Regions from separate parts of the Canis lupus genome. Here region 1 is linked to region 2. Evidence: chromatin contacts called from public Hi-C data. All regions are on one chromosome and are shown on one strand. Each heading gives the region's core, a stretch centred on a gene start, on an enhancer-like site or on the middle of the called end of the contact. The rest is flanking DNA. Distances are from core to core; before and after follow the strand shown.

What was found. Hi-C and Micro-C count contacts between places; a contact is called where the count stands out from the background.
Region 1: a contact with region 2 is called in a Hi-C map of blood, with 2.1 times the contacts expected there. The contact joins the promoter of TRIM7 here to the promoter of LOC119876783 in region 2. A contact is called at or near these places in 2 of 9 Hi-C or Micro-C datasets (both in blood).

What each region holds. Positions count from the first base shown.
Region 1 is chr11:583,980-590,751 of UU_Cfam_GSD_1.0, forward strand. It overlaps TRIM7 (E3 ubiquitin-protein ligase TRIM7), which reads right to left and starts at 2,992. Exons shown (of 7, transcript XM_038551688.1): 1 at 2,969-2,992. It overlaps TRNAA-UGC (a tRNA gene), which reads left to right and starts at 3,859; the gene lies at 3,859-3,930. TRNAK-CUU (a tRNA gene) reads left to right here and starts at 4,381; the gene lies at 4,381-4,453.
Region 2 is chr11:306,903-313,605 of UU_Cfam_GSD_1.0, forward strand. It overlaps LOC119876783 (alpha-1,3-mannosyl-glycoprotein 2-beta-N-acetylglucosaminyltransferase), which reads right to left and starts at 3,608. Exons shown (of 4, transcript XM_038551668.1): 1 at 3,456-3,608; 2 at 2,164-2,594.

The DNA of each region.
Region 1 (6,772 bases), core at 1,742-4,241, 280 kb after region 2:
TTACTTATTCGAAACAAACAGGGTTGCTAGAAGGGAGGTGGGTGGGAGATGGGGTAATTGGGGGATGGGCATTAAGGAGGGCATGGGATGTGATGAGCACCATGTGTTATAGGCAACTGATAAATTGTTGAATGCCACATCGGAAACTAAGTATGTACTTATATGTTGGCTAATTGAATTTAAATTTTAAAAAACTCTAAACCCCTCCCAGAACCAGAAAGCCATCTGGGTGGGAGGGCTGAAGTGGAATAAAGAGTAAAAGACTGGGGGCTGTGTGCTGAGGCAGTAAGGAGGCAGGAAAGAGAGTGCCCAAGATCCACATGTTTGACACAGCCCACCGACAGCTTTTGCTGCTCCACTCAAACCAGGCAGCAGGCACCCGCTGCCTTACCCCAGTCTCCTGGAAAAGTCGCCCCACTCGGCCCAGGACGCAGCACAGAGCCACCGCAGGGAAAGGGCCGAGAGGGTGGACAGAGGAAGTGTGGGTGTGATGGCAGCGCTGCTAGAAGCCAGGGGCTGACAAGCAGGATGAAAATCGCCAAGTCTGTAGAGGTATCGCGAAGGTGGTCCAGGAAGGAGCCCAGAGGGAAACTCGAGGTGGCGGGTAGGATGGTATTAATGATGTAGCGGTGACACGGAGAGCGCTGCCCTGAGTCCCAGGGCAAGGCTGGCTAGCGTGGCAGAGGAGAGAAGCGGCAGGGTCTCACCCGGGCCTCCCGCAGGCCTGCCTGCTTGCCCTCTGCCCCGCACATGCAGGCAGGCGGAACCCGGGCTGGGGCCCTGGGGACCTGCACGGGGGGCGCGGGCGCTTACCTTAGCCTCCTGCACAGCCTCATCCAGGGGCAGCACCGCGTGCGCGCGGTGTTCGCGGGCGCGGTCGCACACCACGCAAATGGCGCGACCGTCGTCCTGGCAGTAGAGCTTGAGTGGTTCGCCATGCAGGGCGCAACCCGCCCAGGCCGCCTCCGCGAGTGCGCGCTCGCCGGGCGCGGCCCCGGGTAGGCTGAAGCGCCGCAGCAGCGTGGCCACCGAGGCCAGCTGCCGGTTGGGCCGCAGCTGGCTGGGCCGCACTGGCTCCCGGCACTGGGGGCAGGGCAGCGGGCAGGGCAGCGCGCGCGGCGCTGCGGTAGGGCCGGGGCCGGGGCCGGGGCCGGGGCCGGGGCCGGGGCCGGGGCCGGGGCGCTCCCAGCAGCGCGCTATGCAGGAGCGGCAGAAGCTGTGACCGCACTCGACCGACACGGGTTCGCGGAAGAGCTCCAGGCATATAGAGCAGGTGGTCTCGCCCTGCAGTTCTGCCGCCAGGGCCAGCGCCTCGGCCCCGGCCCCGGGGTCCGTCCGCAGCCCCACCGCCGCCATGCGCTCCCCCAGCGCCCCGGGTCGGGCGGTGCCGGGGACGTCGAGGGGCGAGGGGTGCAGAGGCCCGAGGAGGCCTCCGAGCACCCGCTGGGAGAGGAAGGGCGGGGCTGAAGTCGGGCTGGCAGAGACTCGAGCCGCGAGCTTGCCGGGCTGGGACACGAGAGCGCGAGAGCGTGTCTGTAGGCGGGCCGAGTGCAGGCCAGCGCCGCGCGTCCCCGCCCTGGGCCGCCCTGGCCGCGTGAACCCCGGCCGTGGTCTGCGGCTCCGCTGGTCTCCTGGCACCCTCCTCCGGCGCCCCCCTTGCGCAGCCCCTCCGCGACCCCCCTTGTCCACCCCCTGCCTGGATCAGTCAGACGTGGGAAACGGGCCCGGACAGGTGGGCGCACACACCCAGCTGGGCGCCACTCCCGGTTGCCGGGATGTCCAAGGGCCCAGCGCCCTGGCCACAGTGTCAGGTTCCCGCAGTACAGGTTTGTCCTGACCCGGGGCGAGCTAAATTTAGTGTCTGGAAGGTGGCTCTTGCCCCCACCCCCAATCCTGGCTTTGTAACCACGTCTGTGGCTACTTTTCCCACGGTGGTTCTCCCCTCCTTGTTTATTCAATTTTTGGCTTTGAACAAATAAAACATTTACAATACCTTTCCCTACTGTAATCTCCACCAAAATAACCCAGCCCTTTGCGGTCCCTCCAGAACTGCCAGGAATATTGGCTTCCACTTCTTTCCTCACTCCTGAGGTCACCCAGGGCAGGCTTTAGACACCACCCTCCTCAGAAACCAGTCTTGTCAAGGTCACCAGTGACCTCAGAGATCCTAACTCAAAGGCAAAGGCTCTTTCTCAGGCCTCACTTCATTTGCCCTTTCCTCCAATGCTTCCTCCTTGCTGCCACTTCCCTGGCACCTTCCAGGATGCCATAGGCCCTGGCTCTCCAACTGCATCCGTGGCCTCCTACCTTTTTCTTGGCCACTCTTGTGGTTTCTTCCTCCTCTTCCTCCACTTGCTCAGTCCTATACTACTGATCTCTTCCATTTTCTTGGCCTGAAAGACCCTATTCTTGCTGAGGCCACAATACACATCCCCACCCAGTGTCTCCTACTATGTCTGGCTTCCACATCCAAGTCCCAGCAGCATGTTCTGTGGACTATCACACACTCACCATAAACAACACCATACTTCAAATCTGCCCTCCACCTGTTCTTTCCAGAGCCTTCCCCACCCAACCCCAGTTAACAGCAACTCTATCCCTTCAGGTGTTCAGGCCATACCAGGGAGTCCTCTGTGACTCCCAAGAGGAACACATTGCACAGACTCCACCTTCAGTCCCCTCTGTGTCCTCACTCTCTCACACCCTTCCATGATCTGTGTACCACCTTCCATGATCTGATGATCACAACAGTTCTATCCCCTTCTGTCACACACTGCCCTACCCTGTCTTCTCCATCGAGCTGTGAGAACAGTCCTGTTGAAATGTTAAGTCAGAGCAAGGTTAGGTTCCCCTCTGCTCAGACCCTTCATTGGCTCCCACTGCTCAAAGTAAAAGTTGAAGTCTTTGTAATCCTCCTAAAGCCCTACCCATTCTTTGACCCCATCCCCTGCACCCAGACTCTACCTACATTTCCTGTCACTCTTCCTTGTTGATCCACTCCTCTCTTGCCACAGGGACCTCCTTGCTATTCCTGCAACATGCCAACAAGCTCCTACTTCAGGACCTTTGAACTGGCTTTTACTTGTACTTGCACTTCTCTTTTCCCATACTTGCTTGGCTTACTTCCCACCTCCTTCAAGTCCTGTTTCAAATGTCATCCTCTCAGCAGAACCTGCCCTAACCACATTGTTTAAAATTGCATCTTAACACATTGTCCTTCAACCTGGCTGTTTCATAACACTACCTCCTCTGGAATTTGAGATGTTAAGGGGATGACTGAGTTGGTTTTGTTACGGGTTGGACCCCTCAGACTTCTAAAGCGGTTCTTGTTACATAGTAAGAGACTGGTAAACTTTTCTTGGATTGAACTGATTTAAACGTTGTTCAAAATTCAGATATACAAAGAGTTTCACAGCGAAAAGTGTGCCCATCGTCTGCATTCCAGTCTCCTCCCCATCCCAAGAGAACAACTTTGCAATTCTGAATTATTTTATACAGATATTGTATAGTTTGGTGCACTCTCCTTTTTCTTGTTTAACAAACGGTAGCAGCCTGCACAGTCTTCCTTACTTTCCTTCTTCCGCTGAGTTCATTTTGGGCATCGTGCCTGATGATTTCTCCTACACTTTCCACTGCTGCCTTCAGATGTTTATTCCAGCTCGATGTCCCCGCGAGTGTCCCTCAGTGGAAATCCGCTCGCCTGCAGTCAGTAGAGAACCCAAACACGGCTCCTGGCGTTGCGGGACAGGCTTTGCCAGACCGGCTTTGCAGTAGCTGGATTGTCTTGCCAGGATAGCTGCACGCTCTCTATGCTAATAAACAGCCAAGGGAACATACTGGGAAACTTTCTAGTAACGTGGGGATGTAGCTCAGTGGTAGAGCGCATGCTTTGCATGTATGAGGCCCCGGGTTCGATCCCCGGCATCTCCAGCGCCGGTGTGCGTTACTTTTACTTTCCTCTTACTAAGTATTTAAACGCTAAATGTTTGCAGAGCCCGGAAATCCCGTATCTTTGAGTTTTCCCAGATCGGAAGGGGAGGCGGCGGGACCCGCCCACTACAATCCCCAGACCCTACATCTAAACTCCTGATGAAAGTTTCACGAAGTGATCCTGCTAGTGGCGTTAGGTGGCTCTTGTTTTCCTTTCCTCGCGTCCTGCGCTTTCCGGGAATGGAAAAATGTTAGGTCGATGTTTAGAGCAGAGCAAGCACTAAACAGACCTAGGTGGGAGGGGCGGTCAGGTAGGACCTGCGAAGTTTGAATTTCCGGGCTGTTTAGCGGCCGGGTCTACGTTGCAAATGAATCTACCTTTAAATCTGAAGCTACACGTAGCCTGAATCCTACCTTAAAGTATGAATTGTTGAAGGAGGGATTCCAGGTGCCCGGCTAGCTCAGTCGGTAGAGCATGAGACTCTTAATCTCAGGGTCGTGGGTTCGAGCCCCACGTTGGGCGCGAGGCTTGTTTTTCTTCAATAACAACTGGTTCAGTACTTGACTCACTCTGGGATTTACAAATAAAAAGATCCCATTCTGGAGTTTCATTGTGTGTGGTATTCAGTTGGGTATTTTTTTGTGGCTTTACATTTGTTCATCAATTAATTTATGAATTACTGCTAACAAAATGAATTTTATCTAGGTATATGTAAATTTTTAGTTTTAAAAATTGTTAAAATATGTGCAATACAATATACTATTTCAATAATTTTTACATGTACAGTTCTGTAGCTTTTCACACATTCACACAGTTGTGCAACCATCACCACCATCCATCTCAGAACTATTTCATCTTCCCCTACTGCAATTCTACCCAAGAAATTTCTAACTCCCCATTCTGTCCTTCCTCCAGCCCCTGGCAACCACCATTCTACTATCTTTATGACTAGTCTCCATTATATATATATATATAATATATTATATATACATATAAATATTACAATAAATATTATGATATTAATTATAATATATTATTATAATATATAATTAATATATGTTAATTATAATAAATATTACAGTCCTTTTATATATATATACTGTACTTTCTTTTTAATAGTTCATCTGTCTATAACCACTTGGTTGGGTTCCTTCCACCTTTTGGCTATTGTGAATAATGTGACATTAGCATGGATGTGCAAGTATCTGTTCGAGTTCCTGCTTTCAATTCTGTTGAGAATATATACCTAGAAGTGGAATTGCAGAACATAATATTTATTTTTTTCTTATTTTTCTTTCTAATTTTAATTCCAGCGTAACAAGTATTTCTATGTCTAATTTTTTGAAGAACCACCATACCATTTTCCATAGTTTCACAAAATGAGCTTTTAAAACATCTTTTGAATAGGTTATACACTGTACTGTTCAAAAATTGAACCATATATAAAAATATTCAGTGAAAACCATCTGTCACCTTCCCTCCTTAGGTAACAACTTTTGTACCTGCATACATATTCTTGCACAATTATATATATTTTTGATGCAAATATATTTCTATTTTCCTTTATTTTATACAAAAAGATAATTACAATTCTTTAATTTGAAGATCTTTCCATCTCAAGATGCAGGACATTTTCTAAATCTTCTTTTTTACAGCTGAATAATATTCCCCTATAGATAAATCATAGTTTATTTAATAGATCACCTACTGATGAATATTTATAGTGGTTCCAAACTCCTGTTATTATGATCAATTCTGCAGTTAAGAAGTATGTAGTGTTGTTATTTTGCACTTTCTCACTCATATCTGTGGAGCAAATTCCTAGAAGTGAGATTGCTGGGTCAAGGTGTATACGGAGTATAACTTTATAGAAACAGACAGATCACTGTTGACCTTACAGGCTGATTATTCCTTCCGACCAGCCATGAATCAGATTGCCTGTTTCTTCACTGCTTTGGTGGCAATGGGTCACTTCAACAAATCTAATATGACTCTATCCCCCTTAAAATTGCCATAGTCCCCTGCTGCCTGTGCCACAAGACAAGGTGATGCCCATTGCAGGGCCTATGGGGCACTGTCTGACAGGAAGAGGGACCCTCCTTTGGTCTCTCACAGGAGCTTACTTAGGAAGAATTCGACCAAATACAAGAAATTAAATTTGTATGTGATTTTCTCTTTGATCTTGGTGTCATATGGGGCATATATAAATTATTAAATCATGCATGTATGATAATAATTATATATAACTTACATATAAATTTATTAATCAACCATGCACTTGAATATTTTCATTTAAAACATCACTTTAGGGATGCTTGGGTGGCTCAGTGGTTGAGCATCTGCCTTTGGCCCAGGGCATGATCCTGGGATCCGGAATCAAGTCCCACATTGGGCTTCTTGCAGGGAGCCTACTTCTCCTTCTATGACTCTGCCTCTCTCTCTGTGTCTCTCAAGAGTAAATAAATAGAATCTTTAAAAAAATAAAACCTCAGTTGAAACAGAAAATTATCTCCAGGTTTAAGATATTTGTGGCTATTTTGTAACTAGTCTAAAAATACTCCACTTTCAGCTCTTTCTTTAACAGTTGGTGGTTTCCCTTTACTAGACTTGAAAAAGTCATTCTCTAAGGGTCTATGTAACATCAGGTGAAATGGCTCAACCACCATCAAATGCTACCTGGTTATTTCATTGCTGTTTATTTTAGATCACATTTGTTTAAGGATACAAAGGCCCCTCAATTAAAGGCTGGTGTCCGTTACGTGCTGGTGTCCTGGGAAATGTAAATTTGGGGTAAGTAGAAAGATAAAATATTGACCAGAGCAACCTAATTCTGGAGGACTG
Region 2 (6,703 bases), core at 2,358-4,857:
ATGATGTGAGAAGGCAGATGACTGTCTTGAGAAGGCTGTCTTGTCAAAGGGTCAGGACTAGAGCTTTCAGTAAAAATGACAGAGGAGAGGAATTCTGGTTAAGTCTAGGAAGGAAATGTCTTACCAGAGATGCTGTCTGATAGGGCACTGAATTCCCCTCCCTGAAGGTTTGCAGCAGAATCCAGATGGCCCTTATCAGGTCAGATGCTGTAGACACAGCACCACACTGGGCAGGCAATTACAGTGTCTGCTTCTCCACACTTAGGAAAGCCCTTTATGCTCAGGGCTTCTGTAGCTTCCTTCCCCTTAAATATCAAACTGGGGAAATAATCCCTGTTCTCTTCCTTACAACAACATGGTGACAGAAAAGTGACACAACAGCCTGGACGCTTCATGTAACATGAACACCATGTAAATACAGCACAACTCTGTGGTACTTTAAATGCTTCTAAGTGCTCAGAGGCCTTCCAGGTAAGATGAGAGTTGCAGATGCATCCTGGACCAGGTATGCCTTGCAAGGACTGGCACCAGGAATTTGCTGGGCCCAGCTGGGGTAGGTGACATGCTACCCTGACATCCAGACCTTCTAAAGTAGAAGCTTGGCCTGAAAGGTATAGCCCCAAGTAAGCCTCACACCAGAGAAGAAACAGCTCACTACTGGGGGAAGGCAGGCAAGAAAAGAAGGAGGAGGGAAAAAGAAACTAAGTCATAAATACTATCATTTTCAGCTTGCAAAGGACCTTAGTTCTTGCTGCCAGCCCCCAATGAATATGAGATGTTACACATCCAGTGAGAGGCAAAGATATGCTAGAAGCCAGGCTTCCTGCCCCGGCACCAGGTCACCACAGCCCTCTATCAAAATTCTCAACACATCTCCTGTTTGTCGTCACTATGCCTATCTTGAACCGGAGTTCAAGGAAGGAGCAACAAGGAGTGACAAGAAGCAGTTCCCTGCTTAAATGGGAAGAGAACCTGCAAAAAATATAAAGGGCTAAAAAGATGGCAGTCCAAAAAAACTGTCATCTTAAAGAGCAGGAGAAAATACCAGGGTATGCCACCAGAAGAAAAGGCTCAGCAATTACTCCAAGAAATGGGGCTCTGTCTCCTAACCACACACTTGGCCCTTCAGACTTATACTTTCCTCCACCCCTCTTTAATCTGCTACCCCCAAGAAGCACACTTGTCACAAGTGTGGAGAGCCCTAAGGACCAGAATCCCTCAACCTAAGTTCTCCTGGACTTATGCACCTTTTCCACCATCACTTGATGATCTCAAGTACTGTTTAACAGCAACAAAATGAGATAAATTCAGGGTAGGCTTTTAATTGAAGACATCAAAGGTTTTTGCCAGTACACTAATTCAAGAAAAGAACAGAACCCCTAATTCAGTTTTTGTATGTAACAATTATACAAGCATCATCAAGCAATGTCAATGGTACTGTTTTACATGTACATGGCCCTGGATACTTTTCAAAATCTATCCTTTCGTTTGCTTCCAGTAACAACGTGTGAGAGATGTATAAAGTTAGTTATGCCCGTCTTTTGGGTGAACAAAACGTGGCAGAAATAAACTGACATATCTAGGGTGCACACTAACAAAGTCAGAGCTAGAATAAAAATTCAACTGATCTCAAACATGTATTCTGTTCCTCTGCTGTCACCTGAAGTTTCATGGCCTAAACCCCCTTATAGACAGAGGAGAAAGAGAGATAATTTAGGAAGTTATCTAGACCATCTTCAATCCTCCCCGCCAAGGCAGCTCTATTCAGTTAGTTCCCCAAAACACAGCAGCCTGCATCTGCCTGGGTAATCTAGAGTCTTACTTAGCCCTAATGTGTTGAATCAGCGTTAGCCCTTATAATCTAATTCAACCTCTCTTCAGAAGCCTAAATTGTTTTCATGTTCTCCTAGGCCTCATTTCACAACTGCCATTGCACACAACCCCTTAGAAGGTGCTCCTTCTGCCTGGGTAAAGAGAGGCTGGAAACAAGTCTGCATTCTAAGAGAGTGAAACAGATTGAAGCTTCCTTTGTACCCATGTGGTAAGGGTTCTCATCAGGCACTTCCTAAATGGCAGTGTCCCCAGATTTGCCCCACTGAACATTTTCTGCACAAGAGCAGCAAGCAAAAAGGCACCAAGTGGGAAGTGAGACACGAGACTTACCTTTCTTCTCTTCTCTTAGCTGCTACCCTGGAGATCACCAAACCCCCTTCCAGCAGTCCATTTCCAAAACTTAGAATACCAAATCAGATACACCAAAGTGCAGTTTCTCTCCTCTTATCCAGGTCCAAAGTCCATGGCTGAGTGGACTCTGAAGGGGAGGAGTCTGGGGGGGGGGGAAGGGGTATGTCCAGGCCCCTCCCCCCCCACTGCAGGGTTCAGTGTCCCTCTCAGGGGTCTGTTACATTCCTTCATTCAGCTGGTTTATTTAGCCCAGAGTCTGGTGTCTGGCAGATCCCAGGTTCTATCCCATCTCTTGCTCAGGGAAGGGAAGCCATCCACTGTGAGGGCCGGCCCGTCTGTCTTCTGCTGGGGTTCATGAGAAGAAACAAGCCATTGAACCGGCATGGCCAGAGGCTGATTTCAGTGTTAACCTGTGGAATATTTAGACATTATGACATTTTCTAATCTATTATTTGCCCAAATGGATTCCTAAGACCCCTTAACTAAATTGTTTTTTTGTACATTTTTTTATTGGAGTTCGATTTGCCAACATATAGCGTAACACCCAGTGCTCATCCCATCAAGTGCTCCCGTCAGTGCCCGTCACCCAGTCACCCCATCCCCCCGCCCACCTCTCCTTCCCTTACCTAAATTAGATTCCTTCACTCTGCTCTATCATCAATCGACTGTCTTGTAAAAAACAGAGAAAAGAACATCCTTCTCCCCGCTCTCTTGTTCTTGCCACACACTAATCTCCTGCATCTCCCAAGCTTCTTAGAGTGTTCAGTTTTTTAATCAGCTCTCCCTGAATGAACTAAATCCATCCCAGACCTAGATGCTGGCACCTTGCACATACATTCTTCGCTCCTTTCCCTTCACCCTCATCTCCCCCTCTGCCTCCAAGACTGTGCCAGGGATGTGATTCCTCATCTCAAACTCTTCCCGGGGCCACTGGGAGAACCGTCCTGGAATAGAGGCCTGAGTCCTGCCAGCAATAGCTACACAGTTGGGAAGACCCTTGCCAGTCGCCCCCTCCCTTCTAAATTCATTCCTAAAGGCGCGCGCGCGCGCACACACACACACACACACACACACACACCCTTCCTTCCTGTAGGGGCGTGGCGTTCACATGACCCCCGCCCCCCGCCACGAGTTTAACTCCTCCCACCCTTCTCCTCCGAACCCAGTGCTCTGTGTTCGCCGCAGAAAGGAGTGACACTGCGACCCTCCCTGGTCGCCCCCGCCCGCACGCTCTACAGCCCGGACGACCCTCGCCCCATCTGCCTCGTTACCTGGGTCCCGCCGGCCGGGTGTCAGCCGGAAGCCGAGGCCCTCCCAGGTCCGAGTCCAGGCCCCAAGCTGGGTCCGGACAGGCGGCCCAGACCCCACCCCCTGGACCCGCGGCGGCCGGACCCTCCCCTCGCGCTCGGGTCCCCCCTCCCACCCTCCGCCGCATCCGCTTCCGCCCGTGGTCCGGAAGTGAGTCCGCAAGTGCCGCCTCCCCTGCTCTGGCCTCATTCTGCCACCGTACCCTTCTCCATCCCACCCACCACCACCGCCACCACGAGAGCGCGGGACGTGGGTCCGCACTGTTCCCAAGACTGAAGACGAGGCGTGGGCAGGGCCAGGTCTGAAACGGAACGGAGCTCGGGGCTACAGCACGAGAAGGGGCGGGGCACAGAGCACGGCGAAGGGCGGGAGCTCGCGTCGCTTCGCACAGCGCAGTGACAAGTGCGCATGCGTCCTGGCGCCTCGGCGGGTCTGCGGGTGGGACTGGGGCGGGGAGGGGGTGGGCAGCTTGGCCGCTGCTGGCCCGAGGTCGCCTAGCAACCGCCCGCGGACCGGAAGCTGCCGAGGGCTCCGGCTGTGGGTGCTCCCGGCGAGGAACAAGTCCGGAAGCGCCGAGGGCCGTGTTAGCCGTTCCCGTGCTGACAGCTCTGCGGCAGGACCGAAGGAAAGTTTTATTTTCTTCATCGCTCACTTTTTCTCGCTGCCTCTCTCGCTCAGGCAAGACGGTTCCTTGGGTCAGAAAAGAGAAAGAAAAGGGTAAGAAGAGTACTCTAAAATGAATGCCCCCTGCCCCGCGCCCTCAGTAACGTACACGCTGTGCGAAGCAGTTTACAAGCATTAATACTCAAGAGTAAAGTATTAATACTTTATTTATTTGAAGGTTTTATTTACTCATGATAGACAGAGAGAGAGAGAGAGAGGCAGAGACACAGGCAGAGGGAGAAGCAGGCTCCGTGCAAGGAGCCGGACGCGGGACTCGATCCCGGGACTGCAGGATCGTGCCCTGAGCCAAAGGCAGGCGCCGAACCGCTGAGCCACCCAGGGATCCCCAGTATTAATACTTTAAATCATAAGTAGCAGGTGCCCAAGTTACCCACAACTTCTGTCTGACTTGGCTTAAAGTAATAATACTTTAAAGTATTAATGCTTGCGAAGTATTAATAATATTCATACTCCTAGTATTAATACTCGGTTACCATCCCAGAACAGCAGAGAGCCAGCCTGCAATTTCAGGACTAGAAAGCAGTAGAGGTGGCCTCCAGCCTCCCAGTCTGTAACACTACCGGGTGCTGCCACTATCATGTTCCATCTGAGACCTCTCCCGGAAGAAACATTTCCATTCCTGCAGGGGACTTCCAAGACCCAAAATGGCCCTGATTGTTGTTTGTTTTTTCCTAAATATATTGGCCTGACTTACTCTTAAATTCAACTTGAATCCCAGAAGGAGCCACTGCTAATTTTTGGAGTTCATATCTCATTCCTTTAATGACATATCTTAGAACCTTGCCAAGACTAGGAACGGATTGGCAGCCTCTGTTTTTTCCTCCTTTCTGAAAATGCTACCCTGAGCTTCAGACTTCTGGCATATCTTCTTATTATTTACGAGAAGGAATATGTATATTTGGTCTTCATTTCATTCCTGGCTCAAAGTTCCTAAAAAACCTTGGAATTTCTTAAGTGATAAGAGCACTAGGAGCATCATTTGTTCCAATATTTGGTCATTGACTGTGGTTCCTTGGGTACAGAAGCTTCTCTACTTTACACCCTCCCACACCCCACCCTATGTATCTCTTCATCTGGCTGTTCATCTGTATCCTTTAATAAATTGGTGAATGTAAATAAGTGTTTTCCTGAGTTCTGTGAGCTGCTCTAGCAAATAATCAAATCCAAAGGGAGGAGATCCTGGGATCCGCCAATTTGTAGCCAAGTCAGACAGAAACTGTGGGTAACTTGGGCACCTGATCCTTATGATTGGTTATCTGAAGTGGGGTCAGTCTCATGGGACTGTGGGACCTAATGCAATAGCTACCTCCAGGTAGATAGTGTCAGGAGTCAGTTAAATTGTAGGACAACCAGCTGGCATCACAGAAAATTGCTTTGTGGGAGGAAAAAAAACCACACATTTGGTGTTAGAGGGCATCAGAAGTGAAGAGTTGTATAGAGTAGAAAAGACCTATGGAAGGAAAGTCTGGATTTTTCTAGTACATATATTAGTCTGACTTGCTCAACTCCAAGCTGAATCCAAGAGGACCTATAAGTAATTTTTGGAGTTCACATGTTCTGTAGATGGATTTGCAGCCCTTGCAACCCTTGTTTTTTTCCCCATTTTTTGAAAATTGAAGCCTAGGCCCCAGTCTTCTAGCATATATTCTATTCCCATGATTTCTCCAGATCACTAGCACTGACTAAGGTATATTTTTAGTACCAGAAATGTACTGGGAATGTCAAGAGTCTTGAAATGATTTATTTGGGAAGATGTCATCACAGTATTAGAAACATTCTTAAAACAGAATTTATATTGCTATTACAGTCAAACATAACAGATCCACAAATAAGTTCTTTCCCAACTCAGACATATTCGATACAGCTGTCTTTCTCTTCTGACTTAATGGCAACTCCACTTGATTTACTCAGGCCCAAACCTTTAGAGCCATCCTCATACACTTCTCTTACATCCTGTACCCACATGGTGGCAGAAGAGTAGGGTCCCCAAGTCCCCTGTCCCCACCAAATTACCTAGATAACTTTCAAATCATCCTGAAAACCTACGAATTTGGCTTGAGATTTAAAGAGAGAACAGCTAGAATGCCACAGTGAGAAGAGTTCGCGCTTCTATCAAGGTAGGAAGACGGGGGGAAAAAAATAAAGAAATAAAAGGCATCCAAGGGGCAGGGGCCCAGCGAGGAGCCAGGCTAAGGCCGTGTGACCCTACTTTCAAACTATATCTAGTATCTAACACCTCAGCATCCCCACAGCAACCTCCATCCCTCACCCAAACAACCAGGTCTCTGCTGTATTCCCCTACCCCCAAAAGCCTGATCACCATACAACAGCCAAAAGGATCCTGGCATTTCTCCACTCAAAACCACACAGTGGCTTCCCAGTTCACTTGGAAAAAAAATCCAAAGTCCTTAAAGAGCCCAACACCACCTAACTGCCCTGGTTTTCTCTGACCTGCTCTCCCTTTGCTGATTCTGACTCAGCCACACTGCCTTCATTGCTTTTCCTTGAACCCATCTCAAGGGCTTTG